4 separate regions of the Mus musculus genome follow, and regions 1, 2 and 3 are each linked to region 4. The links are chromatin contacts, called in public Hi-C, HiChIP or PLAC-seq and Micro-C maps. All regions are on one chromosome and are shown on one strand. The core of a region is the stretch at or near the end of the contact, and the rest is flanking DNA. Distances in the headings are between cores, read along the strand shown. Region 1 overlaps Zfr (zinc finger RNA binding protein). Region 2 overlaps Mtmr12 (myotubularin related protein 12). Region 3 overlaps Zfr (zinc finger RNA binding protein). Region 4 holds the start of Sub1 (SUB1 homolog, transcriptional regulator).

The links. Hi-C and Micro-C count contacts between places; a contact is called where the count stands out from the background. HiChIP or PLAC-seq counts read pairs in DNA pulled down with a chosen protein or histone mark.
Region 1: a Micro-C map of the G1E-ER4 cell line shows a contact between it and region 4, with 2.0 times the contacts expected there. The contact joins the enhancer-like site here to the promoter of Sub1 in region 4. A contact is called at or near these places in 10 of 39 promoter capture datasets (3T3-L1-derived adipocytes, the C10 cell line, the HPC-7 cell line and 6 more), 8 of 484 Hi-C or Micro-C datasets (the AML12 cell line, the G1E-ER4 cell line, embryonic fibroblasts and 4 more), 7 of 115 datasets of contacts at active chromatin or transcription factors (embryonic basal ganglia, embryonic stem cells, epiblast stem cells and 3 more) and 4 of 9 other capture datasets (adipose tissue, embryonic stem cells, liver and 1 more).
Region 2: a contact with region 4 is called in a FOXA1 HiChIP or PLAC-seq map of pancreatic cancer cells. The contact joins the enhancer-like site here to the promoter of Sub1 in region 4. A contact is called at or near these places in 5 of 39 promoter capture datasets (the 3T3-L1 cell line, the C10 cell line, embryonic stem cells and 2 more), 2 of 484 Hi-C or Micro-C datasets (cerebral cortex and regulatory T cells), 4 of 115 datasets of contacts at active chromatin or transcription factors (double positive thymocytes, effector CD8 T cells, pancreatic cancer cells and 1 more) and 3 of 9 other capture datasets (adipose tissue, liver and pancreatic islet).
Region 3: a Hi-C map of embryonic fibroblasts shows a contact between it and region 4, with 7 times the contacts expected there. The contact joins the enhancer-like site here to the promoter of Sub1 in region 4. A contact is called at or near these places in 12 of 39 promoter capture datasets (the 3T3-L1 cell line, 3T3-L1-derived adipocytes, the C10 cell line and 8 more), 21 of 484 Hi-C or Micro-C datasets (adipose-derived mesenchymal stem cells, cerebellar granule neurons, cerebral cortex and 15 more), 16 of 115 datasets of contacts at active chromatin or transcription factors (the NIH/3T3 cell line, SST interneurons, a beta-TC-6 cell line and 11 more) and 4 of 9 other capture datasets (adipose tissue, liver, macrophages and 1 more).

What each region holds. Positions count from the first base shown.
Region 1 is chr15:12,179,828-12,182,804 of GRCm38.p6, forward strand. It overlaps Zfr (zinc finger RNA binding protein), which reads left to right. Exons shown (of 20, transcript NM_011767.2): 18 at 795-906; 19 at 1,016-1,113. It also overlaps the pseudogene Gm2573. Among named protein-coding and RNA genes, the nearest start is that of Mir1898, 9.8 kb to the left of the region's middle. Within about 2 kb of position 1,519, at least 22 of the 459 cell types and tissues checked have an H3K27ac peak or open chromatin away from gene starts, as enhancers often do. A contact at or near this core is called in the G1E-ER4 cell line, where this site is marked.
Region 2 is chr15:12,228,920-12,232,105 of GRCm38.p6, forward strand. It overlaps Mtmr12 (myotubularin related protein 12), which reads left to right. Exons shown (of 16, transcript NM_172958.4): 2 at 1,355-1,415. Among named protein-coding and RNA genes, the nearest start is that of Mtmr12, 25 kb to the left of the region's middle. Within about 2 kb of position 1,877, at least 117 of the 459 cell types and tissues checked have an H3K27ac peak or open chromatin away from gene starts, as enhancers often do. A contact at or near this core is called in adipose tissue, double positive thymocytes, effector CD8 T cells and 4 more, where this site is marked.
Region 3 is chr15:12,135,390-12,138,202 of GRCm38.p6, forward strand. It overlaps Zfr (zinc finger RNA binding protein), which reads left to right. Exons shown (of 20, transcript NM_011767.2): 3 at 1,007-1,289; 4 at 2,516-2,660. Among named protein-coding and RNA genes, the nearest start is that of Zfr, 19 kb to the left of the region's middle. Within about 2 kb of position 1,257, at least 24 of the 459 cell types and tissues checked have an H3K27ac peak or open chromatin away from gene starts, as enhancers often do. A contact at or near this core is called in cerebellar granule neurons, embryonic fibroblasts and myocytes, where this site is marked.
Region 4 is chr15:11,994,479-11,997,329 of GRCm38.p6, forward strand. Sub1 (SUB1 homolog, transcriptional regulator) reads right to left here and starts at 1,529. Exons shown (of 5, transcript NM_011294.3): 1 at 1,473-1,529.

The DNA.
Region 1 (2,977 bases), core at 269-2,768, 190 kb after region 4:
TCCTCAATTTAAAAAGAACACAGAATTAAAATATTAGTGAAATGTTGGCCTGCTCAAACTCCTAGAATCAGTATTCTTTAGGTATTAGCCTGATATTTCTCATTTTTAGGTACAAATCTTAAAAAAAAGTTTTCTGATCCTACTGCCTTGAGTTTACTTGTTAGCTTCTTTTCAGATGAATTTTCTCTGTATTTCTGTTTGTCCTGGAGCTCACTGTATAGACTAAACTGACCTCAAACTCTACAAATCCTCCTATCTCTGCTATCCCATAGGCCAGCAAGTTTTTTTGTTTGGTTGGTGTTTTGTTTTGTTTTGTTTTGTTTGTTTTGTTTTATTGAGGTGGTACTACTATTTTGCCCAGAGTGGACTCTCAATCAACTCATGTGCTTAAATAATTCTACTTCATCCTCCAAAGAGATGATATGAGAGACATGAAAACCGATGCTTTTATTTAATTTGAATATTGTAAAAACTACTGTTTAACGTGTGTGTGTGTGTGTGTGTGTGTGTGTGTGTGTGTGTGTGTGTGTGTGTGTGTGTGTGTAAGAGTGGGGGTTGGGGGGAAGAATTGGACCAACTTAGAGAAGTCAGTTCTTTCTGCCTCGAAGGTTCCACATGGTGTTGTCTGCTGTGGAGGCCCCATCCAGCTCCTCAGCTAGAGCTCTTTACCAACTGAGCCACCTCACTGACTGGCTCGATACCTTAATTTATCAGAGCTTCATAATCTTTAAAACCTTATTATTCTGATGGTGTTGGAAATGGTCTTTTAGCTGTTGGACATATTTTAATTTTAGGCTATGGAGTTACTGGTGGAGAAGGCAATTAGCAGTGCTTCTAGTCCTCAAAGCCCTGGAGATGCCCTGAGAAGAGTATTTGAGTGCATTTCTTCAGGGATTATTCTCAAAGGTAAGTGTTTTTCTTAAATAAAATTAAGTTTATTTCTTTATTGAATAATAGACCTACTTTCCAAAGTTGATAATGCTACTAACACTTTTTCTCTTTACAATGACTATAGGCAGCCCTGGACTTCTGGACCCTTGTGAAAAGGATCCCTTTGACACTTTGGCAACAATGACTGACCAACAGCGTGAAGACATTACATCCAGTGCACAGGTAATTGAATTCTTGTTGGATTACTGTCTCTAAGGCCTGGGAGTTTTATAATTGTTTCTTTATGTGTAATAATAACCGTACTAGTCATTGTGATACTTATTTGGGAAGTAAGCCTTTAAAGAGGTTATTAAAAAGATTTACTGATTCCCACACCGGAAGTTGCTCTTCTAGCCGTGAAAGAAGGACGGCGTGGTCTTCAGTTTGCTATGTCCACTAACAATATGTCCGACCCACGAAGGCCCACCAAAGTGCTGAGGTATAAGCCTCCCCCGAGTGAGTGCAACCCAGCTTTAGACGACCCGACTCCGGACTACATGAATCTTCTTGGCATGATCTTCAGCATGTGTGGCCTCATGCTTAAGCTGAAGTGGTGTGCTTGGGTTGCTATCTACTGCTCCTTTATCAGCTTTGCCAACTCGCGGAGCTCGGAGGACACTAAGCAGATGATGAGTAGCTTCATGCTCTCTATCTCGGCTGTGGTGATGTCCTATCTGCAGAATCCTCAGCCCATGACGCCTCCCTGGTGATGCCACCTAGGAGGGTTGGATCCTGGACTCAGGCCCACCTTCTCTCTGGCCTAACCTTTGGCTGCCTCCGCCCTCCCTCAGCTGCTGTCCTAAACTTTCCTGAGTGTGGTCTCTGGGCTCCCAGCTGAATGGAAGGAAGTTGGCCCTTTCTTTGGGGCCCTGCTTCTGCTTTGACAAAGAGATAAACCTGCAGACTTCCCTTTTACCTTCTCCCCCCCCTCCCCGCCTCCAACCCAGCCACTGTTATGAGAAACACTGTTCATGTTTCTACGTAGTCACTTGTTTTCTTATTGAAACCAGTTGATATAAAACTTTCCGCTCTGAAAAAGATTTACTGCCGGGTGGTGGTGGCACAGGCCTCAGGAAGCATAGGCAGGCAGACTTCTGAGTTCCAGGATAGCCAAGGCTACACTGAAAAACCCTATCTGGAAAAAAAACAAAACAAAAAAGATACACCTTGCCAGAGATGGTGGAACACACTCACTTAATCCCAATGCTCAGGAGATCCAGGCAAGTAGGTTTAGGGCATACCGGGGCTAAACAATGAAATCCTGTCTCTAAAATCAAACAGAAAAGATTTACCTTAAACTAGAATTCACTGATAAGATTTTAAATATTTACTTATGTGGATGAATCTGATTGTTGTATAATTTTGTGTTTGTCTTTATACACCATGAAAAAAACATTAAACACCTCATTAATTACCTAATCAAGGAAACACTTACAAAGCTAATCTCTTCTTCCCTAGTCACTCTACCCCCAAGATCCTTACGGGAGTACAGATACATGTAGCTCAGTGGTAATGTCTTGCCTAACATACACAAAGTACCCACTTCCCCAGGTTTGTCCCAGCACTGCAGAAATAAACATTAAGTATTGATAGTGTCAATTCTAAGATTAAGGCTAGAGAGACGGCTTGATGTTTAAGAGCATTTGCTATCCCTGCAGAGGACCCAGGTTTGCTTCTGAGCATCTGCATGGCAACCCACATCTATTCATAACCATTTCTAGGGGATCCAACATTCTCTTTTGGCTTCCTTTGGCGCCAGGCAGGCACTCATACATACACACACAGATATCTTTTTGTAACATTCTAAAATTTCAGGAATAATTTGTGTGAATCCTCTAATTATATTGCTACTAATTAATATCCACTTATATGGCAGAATTCTCTAATGAACCACATTAGAAATGCATCCAAACCAAGATAGCATGTGGCTCAGTGACAATCTTGTCTAGATAATTAAAGACCCTGGATGGTATACCCTGACACTGCCTGCAAAATTAGGGAAAGGTGTTACAGGGATTATAACTGAGTAAAGTCTGAACACAGTAGT
Region 2 (3,186 bases), core at 627-3,126, 230 kb after region 4:
GGACTTGAACTCAGGTCCTGAGGATTGGTAGCCAGTGCTTTTACCACTGAACCATCCAGCCCCACTGTTTTATTTTTTAAGACAGAGTCTCATATAGCCCAAGCTGGCCTCATGTTTGTGAAATAGACAAGAATGACCTTGAACAAGGTGATCCTCCTGCTCCCACCTCCTGAGTGCAGGGGTTACTGGCATGTTCTACCACAGCCTGTGGTACACATGCAGGCACATGTGCATGTGTGTGCCTGTGGAAGCCACAAATTGACACTGGGTGTCTTCTTCGTTGTCGTCGTTTTCTTTTTCTTTGCCTTCGTCTTTGTCTTCTCTCTCTCTCTCTCTCTCTCTCTCTCTCTCTCTAAGATTTATTTATTATAGCCAGGAGTGGTGGTGCACACCTTTAATCCCAGCACTCGGGAGGCAGAGGCAGGTGAATTTCTGAGTTTGAGGGCAGCCTGGTCTACAGAGTGAGTTCCAGGACAGCAAGGGATACACAGAGAAACCATGTCTCAAAAAACCAAAAAATAAAAAAAAGATTTATTTATTATATGTAAGTAAGTACACTGTAGCTGTCTTCAGACACACCAGAAGAGGGCGTCAGTTCTCGTTACAGATGGCTGTGAGCTACCATGTGGTTGCTGGGAATTGAACTCAGGACCTTTGGAAGAGCAGTCAGTGCTCTTAACCGCTGAGCCATCTCTCCAGCCCCACTGGGTGTCTTCTTTAGTTGTCTTTCATGTTATTTTTTTGAGACCGCCTTACTGAGCCCAGGCTTACATGTCTGGGTAGACTGGCTAGCCAGTAAGCCTCAGGGATCCTCCCATCTCTCCTCAGCACTGGGATTGCAGGTGCGTGTGTGCTGCAGAAGGGCCGCCGCGTCCTCATGCCTGTGCTGTAAGCACTTTACCAAAGGAGTCGTCTCTCCACATTCTCTTTTTGCTTGTTTGTTTGGTTTGGTTTTTGATGTGGGGATTAAATCTAGGGCTTTATGCATGTTAAACCACAGCTCCAGCGCCCTGAACATGTATTTTAAAAGTACCTCGTTAAAGGCTAGTTACTGGATAAATGTATTTGCTACCAAGCCTAAAGACCTGTTTGATCATTGGAACTTATATGGTGGGAAGAGAAATCCAGCCTCCAGCCGTTGTCCTCTGACCTACACACTCCCACTGTGCTTGTGCTTGTGTGTATACACACTCGATAAAGAACTGTAAAATCAATAGCTTGTTAACTAAAAGTTCCAGAGTGTATGTCATAGTTTGATGTGTATTCTGAAAGCATGCCTTCATTGTTATTTTGAGCCCTTAAAGAAAGAAAATCTTTTGCTCTGGTATTTATTTGTTTACTTATTTATTTTTAGGAAATTCACACAGATGAAAAGGAAGTAACAGAGAAGGAAGTCACTCTTCACTTGTTGCCAGGTAACGGCCATGTTATCAAGTCTCACATATAGCTTGAGGCCAGAGATAGATGACATCATCCCTAGTGTTGCTATATATAAACGCCTTTGTTTTCATCCTCTTGCACATAACAGTAATGATGTATCGTAACCAAGATGTCAAGGTCTTCAGTAGCTACACACCTGGCTCTGGGGTTACAGCATTTGGAAAGAATTTTCCTTGTTTCCCTTTCCTCCAACCTGATGGTAATAATGGGAAATTCTCACTCCTTTCACAATGCAGTGGGGCCTTTTTGGCATCATGCGTTTTTTTCCTGGTCTCCAATGCAGAACGTCCCATGCCCTGGGAGGATCCCATGGCCTGCATGCTCTCTTGCTGCTCTCAGAGATCACAGCTGGCTGGGGCTCCCAGCACGGGGCAGGGGCGGGGAAGCGCACCTGTGTGTCTGCTGGTGGAGTTCAGCACGGGCACCCGAGATGTTGAGGCACCGGGGCTTTGCTCTGAGTCATTCATTATGAAGGAGCCTGGATTGGTTGACTGTTTTTGAGACAGAGGAGAGTGGCTAACGCTCATATGAAATTTTAATTGCTTCTGAGTTCAAGAACAGAGACTTCTGGATGGTGTAGCTCCCTCTTATGTGGAAAGTCTTGCCTCTGGTATACTTTGTCCCATTTTTTTCCCAGTCCAAAATCATTTCTTTTTCTAAGTGTTTTGTTTATTTTGAAACTAGGTTTGGAATTTCGCAGGCTGGCTTGGGATTTGTGGCCCTCCTGCCTCTGCCTCCAGAATACTGGGTTCACAGGTGTGCATGCTGTCCTTGTTTTTCTTGTAATGTGTATTTTTCTGTAACAAGGATGCCTGACTTTTCTTTTAGACATTTAAATCATGGTTTAAAATTTCAAAGGCCTTTTTCTTTAATGATGGTCTCAACTTTTATTCATCTCTCCTAAGGTTTTTCCCCCTCCTTGGAATTATAGATTCTGAAATTAACCTCTATTTTTGACTTGATGTTAAGTATATTTTTCCACCTTATAGCAGCCTCTTATAAGACAGGTAACTTCCCAGTCCCTTAGCCTAAAAAGCCTTTCAGACCCCAGCTGCGTGTCGGTGTCTGGTCTGGACAAGGTGGTCAGACAGCAAGTGCTGCATGCCGTGTTGCAGAAGGTCTCAGCAGATGTGCTGTGGTAGCCGCTGCACACTGGTTCCCCAGCTCCAGTGTGTGACTGTAAGATGAGGCACAAGAAGCCTTATCCACTTACCTTTCACCTTGACCATAACTAAGGTACTTTTCCTGGGACTGTCTTAAGCCCCAAACCGGCCCCAACTTGATTGTTTTCTTCAAACACTGGTCTCTCTGGAGGCTGACCGAATAACAGCGCCATCTTCAGGGGTTTCCACAGTGCTTGAGCTGCAGATACCGCCTGCTTGAATGCAAAGAGGAAAGAGTCTGAGAGGCTGAAAGCTTAGTCTTCATCTTCTTTTTGAAAGCTAGATTAAATGAATTTTTAGCCAACAAGTGAATTCAAAAGTGAAGAAAGCCAGAGGGAGATCCCGTGGGAATGATGGTTGTCTGCTGGGTGACAAGAAAATTCCTTTGTTTTTGTTGTAAAGTTTTCTCTCCACTTCTGCATGTCCTTTCCTATCCTTACGCAAACACCAGCAGAATTTCTCTGCTTCCATGGAGCAGAGGCTGCTCTCAGCCCTAGTGTGTTTTGGCTGTAGAGTCTGTCTTCAGGAGCTGTAGTTTCTCCTGTGGGTGGGTGCCTACAGGTGGAGCACGGGAGGGTCTCAA
Region 3 (2,813 bases), core at 7-2,506, 140 kb after region 4:
TCACATCTTAGTAGTTCAGGTTAAATATGGTGGCTCAAATACTTGTGCTTCCTCTGCTGCCGTGCACCTCAGTCTAGGCTACGGTGTGCTTTTTTATAACCCATGGGTCATTCTTGTCATTTATTGGTGCTGTGTCAGCAGTTCACACCCCCAGCTATTCTTAACTGTTGGCTCATTCTATACCTTGTTGTCAGCCAAGACATTTCAGCTACTGAGCGTCCCTGCTTCTGAGAAGGCATGTGTGCCTTGGTAGTACAGCCTTAGCAAGTGAAGTGATGAGTATGTTGCTCAGAACCTTTAGTGAAAACTAAAGTATGCTAGCTTGTGATAACATCTGTATGACTTATGTTTTATGTAACAAGTAACATTCCAAAAAATTCTAGATGAAAATTCATTTGATCACTGTTTTTGGAAAATGCTTTTACCTTTTGAGGCTTAAATGGGATGACTGCACAGCATCTGCCTTAGAGCCCTTTAATCCTATATTAAATTTTAAAAGAACTTGTGTAGTGAAATGCTATGTGTAAACATGAAGATTTATCATATATTTCACTATAAGTTGTATAAGGTCTTTTTGTTGAGTTTTTTTAATGTATAGAATAAAATAATGAACTTTATATGTAAAAATGCTTTTTTAAACTCCTAATTTGGTTCAAGTTTTTTACTTCCTAGTGCCTCATCTTTGATACTCTTGCTTTGCAGTGTGATTCATAATCTGAAATATAATATATTTGAATATACATTGTGATTAAGGAATGAAAATGTAAAAAACAATAACAAATAACAGTATTGACTCGGAAGTATTGAGTTCACATACTTTGCCTTCTGTAGTCAGTAATTATATTACTTGAAAAATATGGTTTTTAATTGATCATTTTAAGATGATTCTTTGATTCTTAAAAATTAAATCATATTTCTGTGTTTTTTGAATTGATAAATAATTTTAAGGTGACTGCTTGATTTTAAAATTAAATTATTGTATTTATTCTTCTACTTCACACTATAGCCAGCAGCCAGCTTCGGGTGTAGCCTATTCCCATCCAACTACAGTTGCTAGCTACACTGTCCATCAGGCTCCAGTAGCTGCTCACACAGTTACTGCTGCTTACGCACCAGCAGCCGCCACAGTTGCAGTTGCCAGGCCTGCTCCAGTTGCTGTTGCAGCTGCTGCAACAGCTGCTGCATATGGAGGCTACCCCACTGCACACACAGCAACCGACTATGGTTACACCCAGAGGCAACAAGAAGCACCACCACCACCACCCCCAGCTACTACACAGAACTACCAGGTAAAAACCAAAACCAAAACCGCTGAGTTCAGTAGCCTTAACACATGCATCTAATGGGTTCGGTATGATAGAAGGCCAAAGCCAGTACTTGTAAATGTACTTGCAGTGATGGAGAAAATTTCTTTGCAGTGAATTTTATATAAGTTCTCCTTTGCTAGTTTTACCCTACTATACACATTTATATGTGTTTGTTTAGTTTTTTAAAAAGTTTTACACAAATCATAGATAAAATACTTTCATTTTACCCTGTTTTTGGAAAAAAGAAACTATACAGGGACTATGTTCTTTGTTTATACAAGTGGGCACTACTTGTCCATCAGAGACAGAGTAGTTTGAAGCTCCTGGATGTAAGAAAAATTAAATATATAGTATGTTTTCTTTTGTTTCTTTTTGGGTTTTTTGTTTTTTGTTTTTGTTTTGTTTTTTTTTTGGTTTTTTCGAGACAGGGTTTCTCTGTGTAGCCCTGGCTGTCCTGGAACTCACTGTAGACCAGGCGGGCCTCGAACTCAGAAATCCACCTGCCTCTACTTCCCAAGTGCTGGGATTAAAGGCGTGCGTCACCACGCCCGGCTATGTTTTCTTTTTGAAACATCGAATTTTCTGGTCCTCTTGCTGATACTTTTATGCTATATCGCATGATCCCATGGAAATTCTTTCTCCAATGCTATAGGATTCATTTTTAAAGACAACAGTGCAATTTTGAGTAATATAGGTTGTTCAATTCAGTAATTGGAATGTTTTGAAGTTCTGATTAAAGTCAAACATAACTGCTTGAAGTGCTTTTGATTTGTAAAAGTTTTTAGTTATATTTGTATTAAAACTTGATTGTATTATTTAGTTTATATTATTAATACTGTTTATTATAAATTAATAATTGGGGGCTGGAGAGATGGCTCAGCGGTTAAGAACACTGACTACTCTTCCAAAGGTCCTGAGTTCAAATCCCAGCAACCACATGGTGGCTCACAACCACCCATAATGAGATCCAATGCCCTCTTCTGGTGTATCTGAAGACAGCTATAGTGTACTTGCATGTAATAAATAAATAAATCTTTTCTTAAAAATTAATTAATTAATAATTGATTAGTTGTATTGAAACTATTATGTTTAGGCTTATATAACTAACTATGTTTTATTTTCCTTTGTTATATTTTTAGACAGTAAGGATTTTTTTTCCTGCCACTTAAGTCAAGCCTTTTTGTTTTTGTTTCATTTCTTCTCTTTAGGACTCATATTCGTATGTAAGATCCACAGCCCCTGCTGTAGCTTATGATAGTAAGCAGTACTACCAACAGCCAACAGCAACTGCTGCTGCTGTAGCTGCTGCTGCCCAGCCTCAGCCTTCTGTTGCTGAAACCTACTATCAGACAGGTGGGCTTTATGAACATACAGTTCTATTATAAGTTATTGGAGTATATGATTTGTGGTAATCTAATGAAGACAAACTGCAAGGTCTGGCTATAATGGTTCTGTCTGTTTCTTTGTTTTTTGACTACTATAATGCCATTGAGTCACAAAGAGAGA
Region 4 (2,851 bases), core at 279-2,778:
CAGTGCAGAGCCTGCTGTTTATTTACTGCATAAAACAAAGGGCAGACAACTCGTCTAACCCACATTTCAAGAAGTCCTTAGGCAGGTCCTAACTACTTTTCAAGATACTTACACCAAATGGTAAAACCAGGTAGCAAAAGCTATTTACCAAACTATCTTCTGCTCTCTCCATCTAAATAAACTTACTAACTTCTACATGGCTTAAAGGTCCTAAAAAACACAAGATTCTGTAAATGCTCAAGAAAGATACATCAATTCCTACCTCCTACATCAAAAAAATTATAACCCAGCTCTCTAAAGACCAAACTGGCATTCAATGTGCAAAATAGGAGGTCAAGGCAAAAGTGAGCTACCCAAATCCTGCCCACGACTCTACACAACTGGCCAGTCCGTTAGAGGTAATACCTAAACTCAGGAGGGAGAAGGCTCCTAACCAGTCCCTTCGCTTTTCCTCTTACTGCTCCATTTCACAACCCGACCTCCAAAATCAAGTTTCCCAAGCTAGCTCGGTCACACAACTACACAAAGCCTGTTTTTTGAGAGGGAATTGCACATAAACAAATCTTTCGCTTGCAAACAGCCAGCCATATCTATCTCCCATTACGAAAAGCTGTCTGGGGAACTAAAATTACTTCAAAGAACCACGTCATTATCTAACCTAAATCTACCCAATAAGAAAACAATGTTTGTTACTGGGAACTAAAGCCAGCCCCGTTCCCTACACTTGGACTTTTAACTTTAATGAGGCTTTACTGGGGTGGTTTCTTGGAGGCCGGGGGGCGGGGGGCTTCGTAATTCGAGCAAAAGGTAACTAAAAGGGGTGACCGTAGTTTATAGACCGACCAGTCGGTGCCCGGGGCTGGGGAATACTGAAAACATCCCAGAGTGCGAGGCTCTCGAGGGCGAGCCGGCGCGTGGCACCGTGGGGGTCGCGGCCAGGAAGCTCCCGAAAGCCCCGAGGCGAGGGCTGGGGCTACTGCCGGCCTCAGGAAGGGGGCGTGGGGCGTCGAGAGCGTGCACAAGAGGAGGGCCTTGCGCCAGCGCCATTTTCTCCTCGCCCCGGAGCCCAGCCATGTTTGCCGAGCGCGCCCCCCGCCCCTCGACCCCGCGGGGCCAGCGTCCCCCGAGGGTGGGGAAGGGATGGCTTCCCGAGCACGGTGGTCCGGACAGGGGTGGGCGAGCGCAGCCTCAGGGCAGACCGCTAGCGCCTCCGCCCGGAGCCCCATCACCCAGTCCGAGGGGCGCGCGGCCATCACCCGCCGTTCGCCTGCCTGCCCGCGCCCACCGCCTCGGCTCGGCTCCCCAGAGCGGCCGCCACACGAGGCCCCGCGGGGACGCGGGCAAGAGCGGAGGCCCTTCCCCCGAGCTGCCGTTTTTCTCCCCACCGGCAAGGAGAGCGAAGGGGGCCGCGGTAGCCTGGGGTCGGCCTGGCCGCAGCCCCGAGGAATGGGCCCGGGGTCCCACGCACTCACGCTCCGCTCCGGCCGACCAAAAACCTCTGCCTCGCTCGCTCGCCTACTCCGGACTGACAGAGAGCCGGAAATGACGGCAGCTTAGAGGCCCTGGCTCCGCCCAATGGCACGAAGGCCACGTGAAGGGGGCGTGGCCTCGCCGCCCAACCGCCAGCCGGCCCTTTCCAGGGCCTTAAAGGGGCCGCCACAGATACTGAAGTAAATGCTCCTGAAAGAGGGAGATGGCACCACAGTGAGATGCCACGCAGCTTGGGCCTGATCTGAAGGAGAATGAGATGTCAATGAAACATAAATGACAAGATCCACGGAGCTTTGCGCTTGCAAATAGCTTGTATATGGTACCGCTCTATAAATGCTGTACTGAAATGATGGGAGCTACTCTGAGAAAAAACAATGTGCTGACCCACTTGCCTACAGATGATTTTCCGTTTCTACCTTTAAGATCTGACTCATGCTGCTAAAATCCAAAGGAAGCAAGCCTGCGAGGCGCACTATTTAATTCAGAAAGTCAAAGAAATCTTACAAATGTCCTTAGCCACGAAACCTTTATTCTTAAAATGGAGTTCTGGGGCTCCAAAGTAATTGTGGTTTGAATATAAAATCTCCCTGTGGGCTCATTCATTGGGGATCTGGTTTTCAACTGATGACCTTTTCAGAAGAGCCTGGATCCTGAGAGCTGTGCCTTAATCAGTGAATTAATGCTCTGATAGTCATAATATGACAGCATTATTACGAGGTGGTGAAAAGTAAGGATGTGTCCTTTGGGGGCTACATTTTTCCCTGGCCCCTTTTGTGTTCCCTTTCCGCAGCATCCTCCTCTGCAGGTTACCATGGACTTGGTGTTCCGCCTCACTACCAGCCTAGAATACAGGAGCTAAGTACTGGAGACAGAAACCGGGAGGCATACTGAATCGCCATACCTTTGTCTAAACACGGATCCAAAGTCTCGCGGAGGAAATCCACTCCACCATCACAAATAACCACAAGCAGGTGGCTTAGAATGTGTACTGGATGGTTTCCTCCTGTAGCCAACAACAAACAGAGTTCTGTTCATCACAAAGGTTTACATACAGCATTTGACAGATAGTGATCATCCTAACAGGTTCAAGAGTTGAAATGATCGTTGTCTTCACATTTAACAGCTGCAAAAATTAATAAGTGATTCAAACCTTGTATTGAATGGAACTACTACCTACTAAGGGTAGTAGGGAAGTGCCCCAGCGCATCCCTACTGAATGCGGGAGTCCAACTAGAGCAACACCGTCATCAAAATAAAGTGAGAGAGGAGTCTTTGTGTATGAAGCTCTAAACAAGGGTGTACTGGCTAGTTTTGTGTCAACTTGACACAGCTGGAGTTATCACAGAGAAAGGAGCTTCAG